Linked DNA regions of Mus musculus: all the other regions are linked to region 3. The links are chromatin contacts, called in public Hi-C and promoter capture Hi-C maps. All regions are on one chromosome and are shown on one strand. Each heading gives the region's core, a stretch centred on a gene start, on an enhancer-like site or on the middle of the called end of the contact. The rest is flanking DNA. Distances are from core to core; before and after follow the strand shown. Region 1 holds the start of Morc3 (microrchidia 3). Region 2 holds the start of Dyrk1a (dual-specificity tyrosine-(Y)-phosphorylation regulated kinase 1a). Region 3 holds the start of Itsn1 (intersectin 1 (SH3 domain protein 1A)).

Region 1 (3,451 bases), core at 26-2,525, 2.1 Mb before region 3:
TCAGAAGTCCTCATCTTCAGGTGCATAAGACACACACACACATAAACTGTGTGGGGGGAAACCGTACTAACAGGCAATTTAAAACAAAACATAACAAAAAATGTGAAGAATACTCAACCTCACAAAAAAAAAAAAAGGCAGACGCGATAAAACTAGGTAACACTTCATGCACACTTGGGGCTATCACATCCCAAATGACGGAAGTAGCCTAATGAATGGACGGAGACCTGCATTCTTGAAGAGCACCTACGGGAGGTGCTTTAACCTCCGGAAATCCTTACCGCTCGCCAACGAAATTACATAACACAGTAGTACCGCTTTTTTTGCCTTTGAGACAGGACTTCCCCTTGTCTCCCTAAATTGTCCTAGAATTTGCCTGCTTCGGTCACCCGAGCGCTGGGGATGCCAGGCATGGGCCACCGCAGCCATCCTTCAAACATCAAGGAAGTAACTTTCCCCGCTTAAGACCTCAGGGCCGGCAGAGAATAAAACTTTGCAGGAATCATCAGGTGAAGCCACGCCCACAATGTTTTGGACCCGAAAGTGTAAGTCCTTTTCTGCGACCACTCCCAGCCACCTCCAAAGGGTTTGCCACCAATGGGCTCGGCCCGAAAAGGCAGGGGCATGCCAAGCAAGCGGAGGAGATGAGTCCTAGCCTCCGCTCCTCCGAGCCGGGACCGACAGGGACGGACGCGTGCAGGAACCGCGCTGCACCGCAGCCCACGCCGCCCCGACGAGGCCCGGCGGCTGCTCCCGGGGCGGGCGGGTCGCGGAGGGCGCGGCTCCCACAACAGCTGTCGGGCGCCGCAGAGCCGGAGGGAGGGAGGGAGGCCGCCTCGGCTTGCCCCGAGATGCCGCGAGCGCACCGGCCGCGCGTTACAGCCGCTCCTCCGAGCGAGGAGACATGGCGGCGGACCCTTGGCCCCGCCGCGACCTCCCGGCCGCCGCGCCAGCCCTTGAGTCGCCGCCGCCCACTGCCACCTCCTGGCTGGCCCGCCTGCCCGCCCTCCTGGGACCCGGCCCGCTCCTCCCCTCGCGGCTGCTCACCGCGCTGAGGCGGATCCCGGTGGGTGGCTGCGCCGCCATCTTGAGTGAGCTACAAAGCCAGGACCGGCCTCGGCCGCAGCCCGACTGGGAGGCTACGAGTCCGCCGCGGGCTTCAACGCCCCGCCCACTTCCGGGGCGGAACCGACAACACCAGGCCACACCCACTCATTTCCGCCTCGGGCAAAGGCGAATTAGGATTCTCAGCAGAGGCTTGCCCGAGCGGGCCTGACCTGCTGCGCGCGCAGGACCCAGGCGTTGGGCGCATGCGTAGGTGAGCGGGCGGGCGCGAGCTCCTCGCCTCGCGTAGCTGGACCTTGAGATTGAAGATTGGCGCGAAGAATGATGTGTAGAAGCTAGGCAAACTCTGATGAAAATCGCACTGCAAAAGTGTAATCCATGGCCGCTGGTAATGATGTTACTGGAATCTTACAGGACAAAATGAAGAAAATAATTACTTTTTGGGTTTGCCTGAAAATCATCAGCTTTTATCCTGGTAGTGGTAGCGCACGGACACGTTAATTCAGTGTGTGTGGAGCCCGGTACTGCAGCGAGTAGCATGTAGAAATTAGTCAAGAAAGGGATGCTAAATAGTACAAGTAAAGAGAAGGTTAAAAGATTTGCAAGAGTATTTACTGCAGTCTTAACGATAGTCATATTTTTATTTATAAAAGTTCAGACGGGCAGTGGTGGCGCACGCCTTTAATTCCAGCACTTGGAAAGCAGAGGCAGGCAGATTTCTGAGTTCAAGGCCAACCTGGTCTACAAAGTGAGTTCCAGGACAGCCAGGGCTACACAGAGAAACCCTGTCTCGAAAAAAAAAAAAAAAAAAAAACAACAAAAACAAAAAAAAACTAAACAAAACGAAAAAAAGTTCAGTTCATCTTCTGCTGATAAACAATTTAGTATCCTTTATTATAGACCGCTGTCTATTAAACACTACAGTATGGGATGGATCCTCTCCTTTTCCTACACGTCAACTGTGTTTTCTCTTCATATTTTAACTGTAGGCTTGTAAAAACTTAAATACTTTTAAATTAATAAGGGGATGTAAAATTAAAACCTGTGGTATTCACTGTTTTTAAGAGTGAATAAGAGGCACAAGATAAGCAAAACTGGTGTCTAGTCTTGCAGAACAGGTGGCTGTCAAGACAGTTGAACCATGATGGCCGGTCAGTGAGCCGTGCAGTCAACCTAGAGAGTGTCAGCAGCCCAGGCTGCGCAAATTCTCCACTGAACTGCAAATAGCTTAGTCTAGAAACTCCCCTGTGGATTTGACCAGAGGTTTGTTCCCATGGGGATTCTAAATCTTGTCAAGTTGACAGGATTAACAAGCAGGTCAGCCTTGTTTTCCTGTTTCATCCGAGTCTGGTTGTCTTTGCGGGGAAAACAGTGCCTAGGGTGGGACAAATACTTGTTCATCAGGGAAGAGGATTCCCCACGGGATGCAGCTGAGGAAAGCCTGTCTCGCCACATTTTCTTGAGATCCACATAATCGCTTTGTTTTTCTTTTTGAAAGAGAGCCTCCTGTAACCCAGGCTGGTCTGCTTTGTACTTGAGGTTGACAAACTCCTGACCCTCTTGCCTCTATCTCCTAAATCCTGGGATTATAGATGTGAATCACTACCACACCTCCCTGCAGTATTTTGTTTGTTTATTGTTGTTAAACACACGTAAACTTCACCTTTTAAAGGTCAGATTAGGGGCGTTCAGTGTGTTCCCACAATGGAGGTCAATGCAGCCATCCATCTTCCACTCTCCCCTTTCGGCCCCTAATGACTACCATGCAACTCTGCATGGATTTAAGTGAAATCATGAAATATGTAGTGACACGTGGTAGGCTTTTTCTCTCCCTTGGTGAGGCAGATATAGGCCAATTTAGATCAGATTAAAAGTAAATAAAGACAGGTTGATTAGGAGGCAGCTCTTGGGTGGGTTCAGTGATCTAAGCCGCACATCCAGGGTAAAGCAAGGGGGTTTATGGGTCTTGTGCGCGGGGTGATGACGTCTGGGATTGTGCCTATACATAGTCAAAAAGACCCCGTGTGTGGGCAGCTCCCAGTCAGAGTGATGACATGTTAGTCTGGAGTTTTTTTCTTAAATCGCAGGGGGAGTTTTCTCTGTGTGGGCGGGGTCAGGGGAAGGAGGGCAGACAGGGTTTCCCAGGTTGTGCAGGGGCTGAGCAGGGGTTCCAGCCTAACAACTAGTTTATCAAATTTAGCGTAATGACTTCATATCAGGACATGTCTCAGAAATCGACTCTTTTTTTTTTTTTTAAGATTTATTTATTTGAGTACACAGTCGCTGTCTTCAGACACACATCAGATTCCATTACAGATGGTTGTGAGCCACCATGTGGCTGCTGGGGATTGAACTCAGGACGTCTGGAAGAGCAGTCAGTGCTCTT
Region 2 (3,272 bases), core at 120-2,619, 2.8 Mb before region 3:
CAGGCTAACAACTGACATAGGCCTCCTGGAGTACTGGCTGTATGACCTTGGACTAGTCACTGCCCACCTCTAGGCTCAGTCTGCTCATCTGTAAAATGGGCAGCATTTCCAACTGGGAGGTTATTCGAGGTAATATATAAAAGGCCTTGCACTAATCTATGAGTGTGCAAACAGTTACAAGGAATATTTTCTTGGGATTTGGCAGAACTCAAGAAGCAAACGATGCTGCACCTCGACGACAGGAGTCACATAATCTAGGGCTGGGCAAAGACAAGACAAGTCATTGGAGTCACTGACTCACGAATTTTGCCATTTTTAACTATTTCGGGGTAGGGAGGGGCCTCTAGCTTAGTGCTGATATTCAGCAGCTCTGGGGCCTCTGGAGCCTGAGTGGGTCTGAGCCTATAAATAGATGTTGAAGTTTTGAGGCGATACACAGGTCTCCATTCTAATTCCAGTCTCCTCCCGCTGCTATGCAGGTCACCCCGGCCCCTCCGGTGCCCTGGGTGGCCCGCGCTCGCGGCCCGACTTCCGAGCACACCAGGTCCCCAGGCCCGAGCGCGGGCCCACTGGGCCTCGCAGGCAGCAGGCTGCCGACCTTCGCCGGCCCGGCCCGGCCGGGCCTTGCGTCCTCGCCTCCCGGCCGCCAGCCCCATTTTCTGATCCCGTGCATTGTCCTTGCCCAGAACCCCGGCGCTCCGCACGCCGGTGGGGACCGAGAGGAGGGACGAGGGAGGAGCTGGGGGCAGAGGATGAGGAGGAAGAGGAGGAGGAGGAGGAGAACAGCCTCCTCCCCTGCGCCCGGGCAGCCAGTGGAGGTCTGGCGCCGGCCCGGCCCGAGGCAGCGGGTCCCACCCGCCGCAACTTTCCTCGGGGACGAGGCCTTCTTCCCCGGGCCCCGGGCCGCCCGCCCGCCCGCCCGCTCGCTCCTAAGATGGCAGGTCCCTCCCTCCCTCCGCTTGAGGCCTGGCGAGCCCGGCTCGCAGGCCCCGAGAAGCCGCGCGCTGGGCCGCGCCGCGCCGGGCGGGGCGGACACTCACCGGGACGATGGCGGGGCGCTCGCGCCGCTCCCTCCGGTGAGTCTCAGCCTCGAGCTCCCGCGCCGCGCTCCCGCCGCGGCCTCCGCAGCCAGCGCCGCCCCGGCCGCCTCTCTCCGCCCCCGGCGTCCCGGCTCCGCGCCGCAGCCGCGCTGGCTCAGGGTCCGTCGGGCTGGCGGGGCCGGCGGCGCCCGCGGCCGGGGAGGCAGGCGACAGCCCCTCCCCGGCAAATACCGCAGTCCCCGGGCCCCCGAGTGTCGGCGGCGGGGCCCGGCCCGGCCCGGTGCGGAGGGCGGCGGCGGCGGCGAGGCCGGGCGCCGAGTGGCGGCCGCTGCCGGCCGCTTCTTCCCGACGAGGATTTTTGTAAATCTCACAAAATGGCGCGCGCTCCGAAGCTGCGCAGCGAGCAGCGCCGGGGCCCGAGCGGCGGCGGCGGCGGCGGCGGCTCCGCCAGGAGAGCCCGGACCGCCCGCCCCCGATCCCGCACAGACACTCGCGCACACTCACCGCGCGCACACTCGCCCTCGCACACGCTCCCTCACACTCACACCGGTCCCGCCCGCTCGCCGGCGGCGGCGGCGGCGGCAGCGGCAGCGGCACCAACAGCAGCAGCAGGAACAGCAGCACAAGCGGCGGCGGCGGTGGCGCCCGCACCCCCGCTCGGGGAGTCCGCTTTCTCAGCCCGACCTGGGCCGCGATCGGCAGCAGCGACGGCAGCAGTCTCCCCGGATCCCCCCGCCGCGGTTGCCGCCGCCACCCCCGCCTCACTCCAATGGGGCTTTTTATTATTATTCGGGCGGGAAGCGAAAGGGTTTAAAAAAAAACCAACCAACAAAATGGCGACGGACCGACCCGGTCGCTATAGCAACTGTCAATCAAAACGCAAAACCCCGGCTGACGTGCTGACGTCCTCCGCCCGCCCCTCCCGGCCCCAAGCCGGCGGGCGGGGCCTGTTGCTCGGGTAACGGCAGATTCCGTTCCCTCCTTCCCCTCTCTCCTCCGTCCCCCAGCCAACCACCCAACCCCCCTCAGGTCACGTGAAGGATAAATTCGGAGCTCGGGCCCGCTATGAGTGTCAGAGGAGGGCGCGTGATTCGCTCGGGGGAGGGGAGTGGAGGGAAGGGAAGGGAAGGGACGGGGGCGAGGCGGTGGCCTGCCGGTGCGCGAGCGAGCGAGCGAGCGCCTGCCGCCTCGCGGCCGCCTCGCCCCGCCCCCGCGCTCGCTCCCACGCCGACTGCGGCCGGGCCAGCGCGCGCCCCCGTGGCGCAGCGCGCTCCCGCGCCGCGAGCCCGCAGCCCCGCCCGCGCGGCCCGGGAAGGAAGGGAAGCGGAGGGCAAGCCGCCCACCTCGCGGCCCTGGGAGGCCGCCGTCGCGAGCCCCTATCCCGACCGGGCCCGCGCAGGCCTGGACGATCGCTGGCGTCCGGCTCACCTCCGGAATTACGCCCGCGGCTGCAGGCGCGCGGCCGCCACCTTACTCGGACCGTGCCCGCGCGCGGGCCGCGCAGAAACTTTCCAGGCTGGGCACGCTCCCGGGCGCCGGTTCCCCGGCTTCTCCATCGGAATGCCCAGCCAGCGCCAACCCCAGGGCTTTCGGAGGGGGTTGGGGGGGGGGGTTGTTTTTTGTTTTTTTTTTTATTGTTACCTGTCCTAAGTCACCTCGGTTTCCCGATTCTTAAATTTGCCCACTTGGCCTTAACCGTCGAATCTTCACCGGAATTCTGCCTTTCGGTTTTTTTGTTTTGTTTTTTATTCTACTGTCTTCCGCCTGGCTAAATACTGCTGGGTGTCCTCTCGGGCCATTGACACTGAAGTCCCCTGTGCTGGCTACTTTGTAATTAGGAGACAGCTACTGGCTAAAATTGTATTTTGTACCTATTCTAAAATAATGGCGTTAGCTAGTAGCTTAAAAGGATATACATAAAGATATTTTCGTGTGTAAGTATATACACTGTTGCACACCAAAAGTAACTGGATTTATTTCTACACATGGTTTTTACCATAGTGGTGTTGACGTTTTGCTTAAGCTCTTTGCAACAGATGCAGTCTTATAAACAAATGTAAAAACACCAGTCAATACTGGTCTCTGTGCAGTATGATCCTAGGAAACACTTGGCTTCGGTGATTTCCAACAAACCTCCTATAGTTAGCACACCACTGATATACTAAAGCACCTATTCAACTTACAAAAAAGGGGGGGGGGGCAAAAACTAAAGTAAATTAGGGCACAGGAAGG
Region 3 (3,418 bases), core at 561-3,060:
TCTGAGAGGTGCCTTACTGCAGCCACTTAAAAGTGTATAGAAATATCTATGCCCTGTCACCAAATCAGTGGCCTTCACTTCTTAATTTAAATCCTTTATAATTTCCTGAGTTCTTTACATATCTCCTACAGAAAGACGTTGCTTTTTAAAAACTTCTTAAGTTATAAGGGAACTCACACACACATACAAAATATTTCAAGCAAACTAGTGTAAAAAAAAAAAAGTAACAAAAATGGTAACCATAATGGTTGCTGAAACGTCTGCACTCTTCACCGTTAACATCTTCTAAAAATAAAAGTATCCCAACAAATAAATACATTCCTCTAGTTTGGAGCATTTAGAGAAACACCCTGCCAAGCAGCTGGCCTGCGGGCTCCTGGCCCCAGCTCCTGCCCTCACATCCTGTCCACTACATAATCCATGAGCAAGCCTTTCTCTTCATCAATTCAGCGGGATTAGTAAACCGGCCTCCCTGAAAATAGAACTGATATTTTCCACGGGCATTTGTTCCCATGCTTTCACTATCTATGCTATTTATCAGACTCTTTTTTTCTTTTTTATCCTCCGTGTTTCCGACCACGAAGTACCAAGAGAAAGATACCAACCGATAAACACAAAAGAACCGCATCTGGCCAGAGTCTGCATGCATTTACATTTCCAGGTTGCTTCTGTTTTCCGAAAAGCAGTGATGAGGGCAAAGTCGCAAACTTTCACATTCAAGATGCTACCAAATACCTCTACACCCTCAAGCTGCAGCAAGAAGCCACTAATCTATTCCTTCAAAAGCAAAGCCTGTAGTCTGAATCACAACAATAGAAGACTGCTCATAGGCAAGAGGATCAGCGAAGTTGTCTTCCAAAGCAAAGGCAAACAGAAGTGAAGGGAGATCCAGCCAGCTCCTCCTTGCTTTTCTTTCTTTCTTTTCTTTTTTTTCTTTCTGGGAATCCGGATTGCATTTTCTGGTGCCCCCCCCCACCCCCAAGAAGGGACCGCAATTATGCACTGGGTCCACAGCAGACACCCGAGTCAGTGCGTGCGCAAGGAGGGCGAAGCGGCCGAGAAGGGGACGCACGCCCGCTGCAAGGGTAGCCGCTTTCTGTTAAATGCCATCAGAGCCAGCCCCGGCCGCACCACTTCGGCCCAAACGGCATTGACCGCCCTTCACTTGACAGGGTATTCCAAGCAGGCGCTAGAGAAAAAGGATGAGCCGGGGACTCGAGGCCGGGGGCACCCGCGGGCGGCGCGATGCGGCTCCCGCGAGCTCGGGATCCCCGGGAGGCCGGGTCGGCCCGCCACCCTCCGGCGGCCGAGGGCAGAGGGGTCAGCGGTGGAAGGACCGCCCGCCGCGATGCCCCCCACGGGAGCGCCGGCCGTGGCTGCGGACGCCCATTCAGCCCGAACCCGTCCCGCGGCCGCCACCGCCGCGGCCCGCCCGCCCCGCTGCCCCCGGGGAGGATGAGAAAGACCGGGCGGAGCGGCGACGGCGGCCGCAGGGACGCGCGCCCGGCCGCTGGACCCGACCCCGGGGCGGCCATCGCCGACCCCCGCCCGCGCGCCAGGCCGCCCGCGTCAGCTCCTCACCTCATCTCCGGGCGGGTGCGCGCGGCCGCCCCTCACACAAATCAGTGCAGCCCGCACGCCGCGCGGAGGAACGCCGAGTCCGCAGCCGCGCACACCATCCCCGCCCGCCCGCCTGCCTGCCTCCCGGCCGTCCCGGAGCCCGCTCGGGATGCTCCCTTGCGAGCCGCCGTACTACGGAGCAACCAAGCTGCGCGCCCTCCCCGCGCCGCTCCACTCCTCTCGCCCTCCTTCGCTCCTTCGCTCCCTCACTCCCGCCTAACTCCTCATCTCCCTCCGCCGCCGCCCCTCCGCCCACAGCCTGCCCTCCGCCCCACCCATAGATGGGCGGGGATAACCGCCTGCCAATCGGACGGCGGAGACCACGCCTTCGCTCTCTCCTATGACTCCGCCCACTAGGTGGGCAAAAAAGAAGAAAGGAGCCAAAGGAAATAGAGGTGTACAGAGTGACAACGAGATACACCAATGAAGTAGTTTGGATAGCACCCCCCCACACACACACACTTTTTTCCCCTCCCATCCTTGTCTCGTCCCTTGAAGGCGTAACTAGAGGTTTCTGCTCTATGCGTGCGGAGATTTTGTTTCACGATTTGGCGCTTTGCTCTTTTCTATGCGCGACAGTAGCTAGGATACATTCAACTAAATTGAAGGTTTTGCAGAAAGAGCGTGGGCACGAAAGGCGAAAGACACAAAGACTGAAGAAAGATGGTAGGGGTTACGGTTGGAATGAGGAAGGGTGTGGCCTTTTACTCTAATTTGCATAAAACGGAACCCATCTTGGCAACGCCCAACTTCTCCCATTTATTGGTGGTCCCTGGGGCGGCGACTCGTCTCTCTACGGGAAGCAGCATGCTGGGAGATGTAGTTCCGGGTTCAGTTGCCATGGCGTTCGTCACAGCCTCCCCCAGATCGGTCATCCTGCGGTAGTGACGGGCAGTCTGACCAATGGCAGTACTGTTTGGACCCAAGAAGGCGGGCTCTCTGCAGAAGGACTGGGAAGGTGGCGGCGGCGAAGGCGCTGGCGGTTGAGGTTGCTCCGAGCCAGGTGAGCCAGGGAAGAACGATGTGTGTCTCTGAAATGGGACTTTGGGCGAAAAATGGAGAAACGCCTGAAGGAGCTGTCTAACCCTGGGGAGACTGGTACTTCGCATCACACGCCGACCTCAGAGATGCCCTGGCTCAGGCCTAGCTTGGCCGAGGCCGCCGAGGGGCGGGTAATACTAGATTTGACGGACAGTTCCTGACCCTGGCTAGGTTTTGATTGTAGACTGATCTTTGCTTCTTCCTCCGCGTTTATGGAGGCAAAGGTCTAGAACTGCCTTTCTCCTGGGTTGAGTCCTCCCCGCCCCCAGCTTCTCCCTATCACTGTTTCTGATGCTGTCTCTATTACTACTTCCCTTGTCACCCTTCTTATCCTTCTCTTTGCATTTCCAGTAAGCGGTTTCCTAAAGCAAACAAGGGTGGGTGTTCGCAGTAATGGGGCCTTGGGTCAGGAATTGCCTGCTTCATTGAGCCGGCCATACTTGAGCCATACTAAAGAATTATCCCAGGGTCGTGAGGAGGTGCAGATACTGATTCTGGATTTGGGCCTGGTGGTCTGCATTTGCTTTTTAAAAATTATATATATATATCTATATATGGCATTTTAAACAAACTGCCAAGTATAGCCAGTCCACAGTAGCTGAGTTTTGCATTGCCTGTCCAGGACAGATGTTCTAGGCACCCAGACGCTTTTAGATTTCCTGGGAGCCACATTTGGACAGTGAAGAGACCACGTGAAATTAATTTTACGTTTCTCTTAAACCAGCTTATCCAAATATTATTTCAACCTTTAAAGAAA

Evidence for each region. Promoter capture Hi-C pulls out the DNA fragments that hold promoters and counts their contacts. A called contact is a pair of places that touch in the nucleus more often than the background predicts.
Region 1: a Hi-C map of erythroblasts shows a contact between it and region 3, with 7 times the contacts expected there. The contact joins the promoter of Morc3 here to the promoter of Itsn1 in region 3. A contact is called at or near these places in 5 of 39 promoter capture datasets (hippocampal neurons, liver, neutrophils and 1 more), 2 of 484 Hi-C or Micro-C datasets (embryonic stem cells and erythroblasts) and 2 of 115 datasets of contacts at active chromatin or transcription factors (astrocytes and embryonic stem cells).
Region 2: a promoter capture Hi-C map of pre-B cells shows a contact between it and region 3, with 2.2 times the contacts expected there. The contact joins the promoter of Dyrk1a here to the promoter of Itsn1 in region 3. A contact is called at or near these places in 2 of 39 promoter capture datasets (liver and pre-B cells) and 1 of 115 datasets of contacts at active chromatin or transcription factors (astrocytes).

What each region holds. Positions count from the first base shown.
Region 1 is chr16:93,829,945-93,833,395 of GRCm38.p6, reverse strand. Morc3 (microrchidia 3) reads right to left here and starts at 1,275. Exons shown (of 17, transcript NM_001045529.3): 1 at 1,048-1,275. The coding sequence starts at 1,086. Gm30881 (a long non-coding RNA gene) reads left to right here and starts at 304. Exons shown (of 3, transcript XR_876266.3): 1 at 304-545.
Region 2 is chr16:94,568,303-94,571,574 of GRCm38.p6, reverse strand. Dyrk1a (dual-specificity tyrosine-(Y)-phosphorylation regulated kinase 1a) reads right to left here and starts at 1,369. Exons shown (of 12, transcript NM_007890.2): 1 at 1,041-1,369.
Region 3 is chr16:91,727,763-91,731,180 of GRCm38.p6, reverse strand. Itsn1 (intersectin 1 (SH3 domain protein 1A)) reads right to left here and starts at 1,810. Exons shown (of 39, transcript NM_010587.2): 1 at 1,582-1,810. Cryzl1 (crystallin, zeta (quinone reductase)-like 1) reads left to right here and starts at 2,379. Exons shown (of 13, transcript NM_133679.2): 1 at 2,379-2,623. Gm46543 (a long non-coding RNA gene) reads right to left here. Exons shown (of 3, transcript XR_001781880.2): 3 at 2,600-2,662.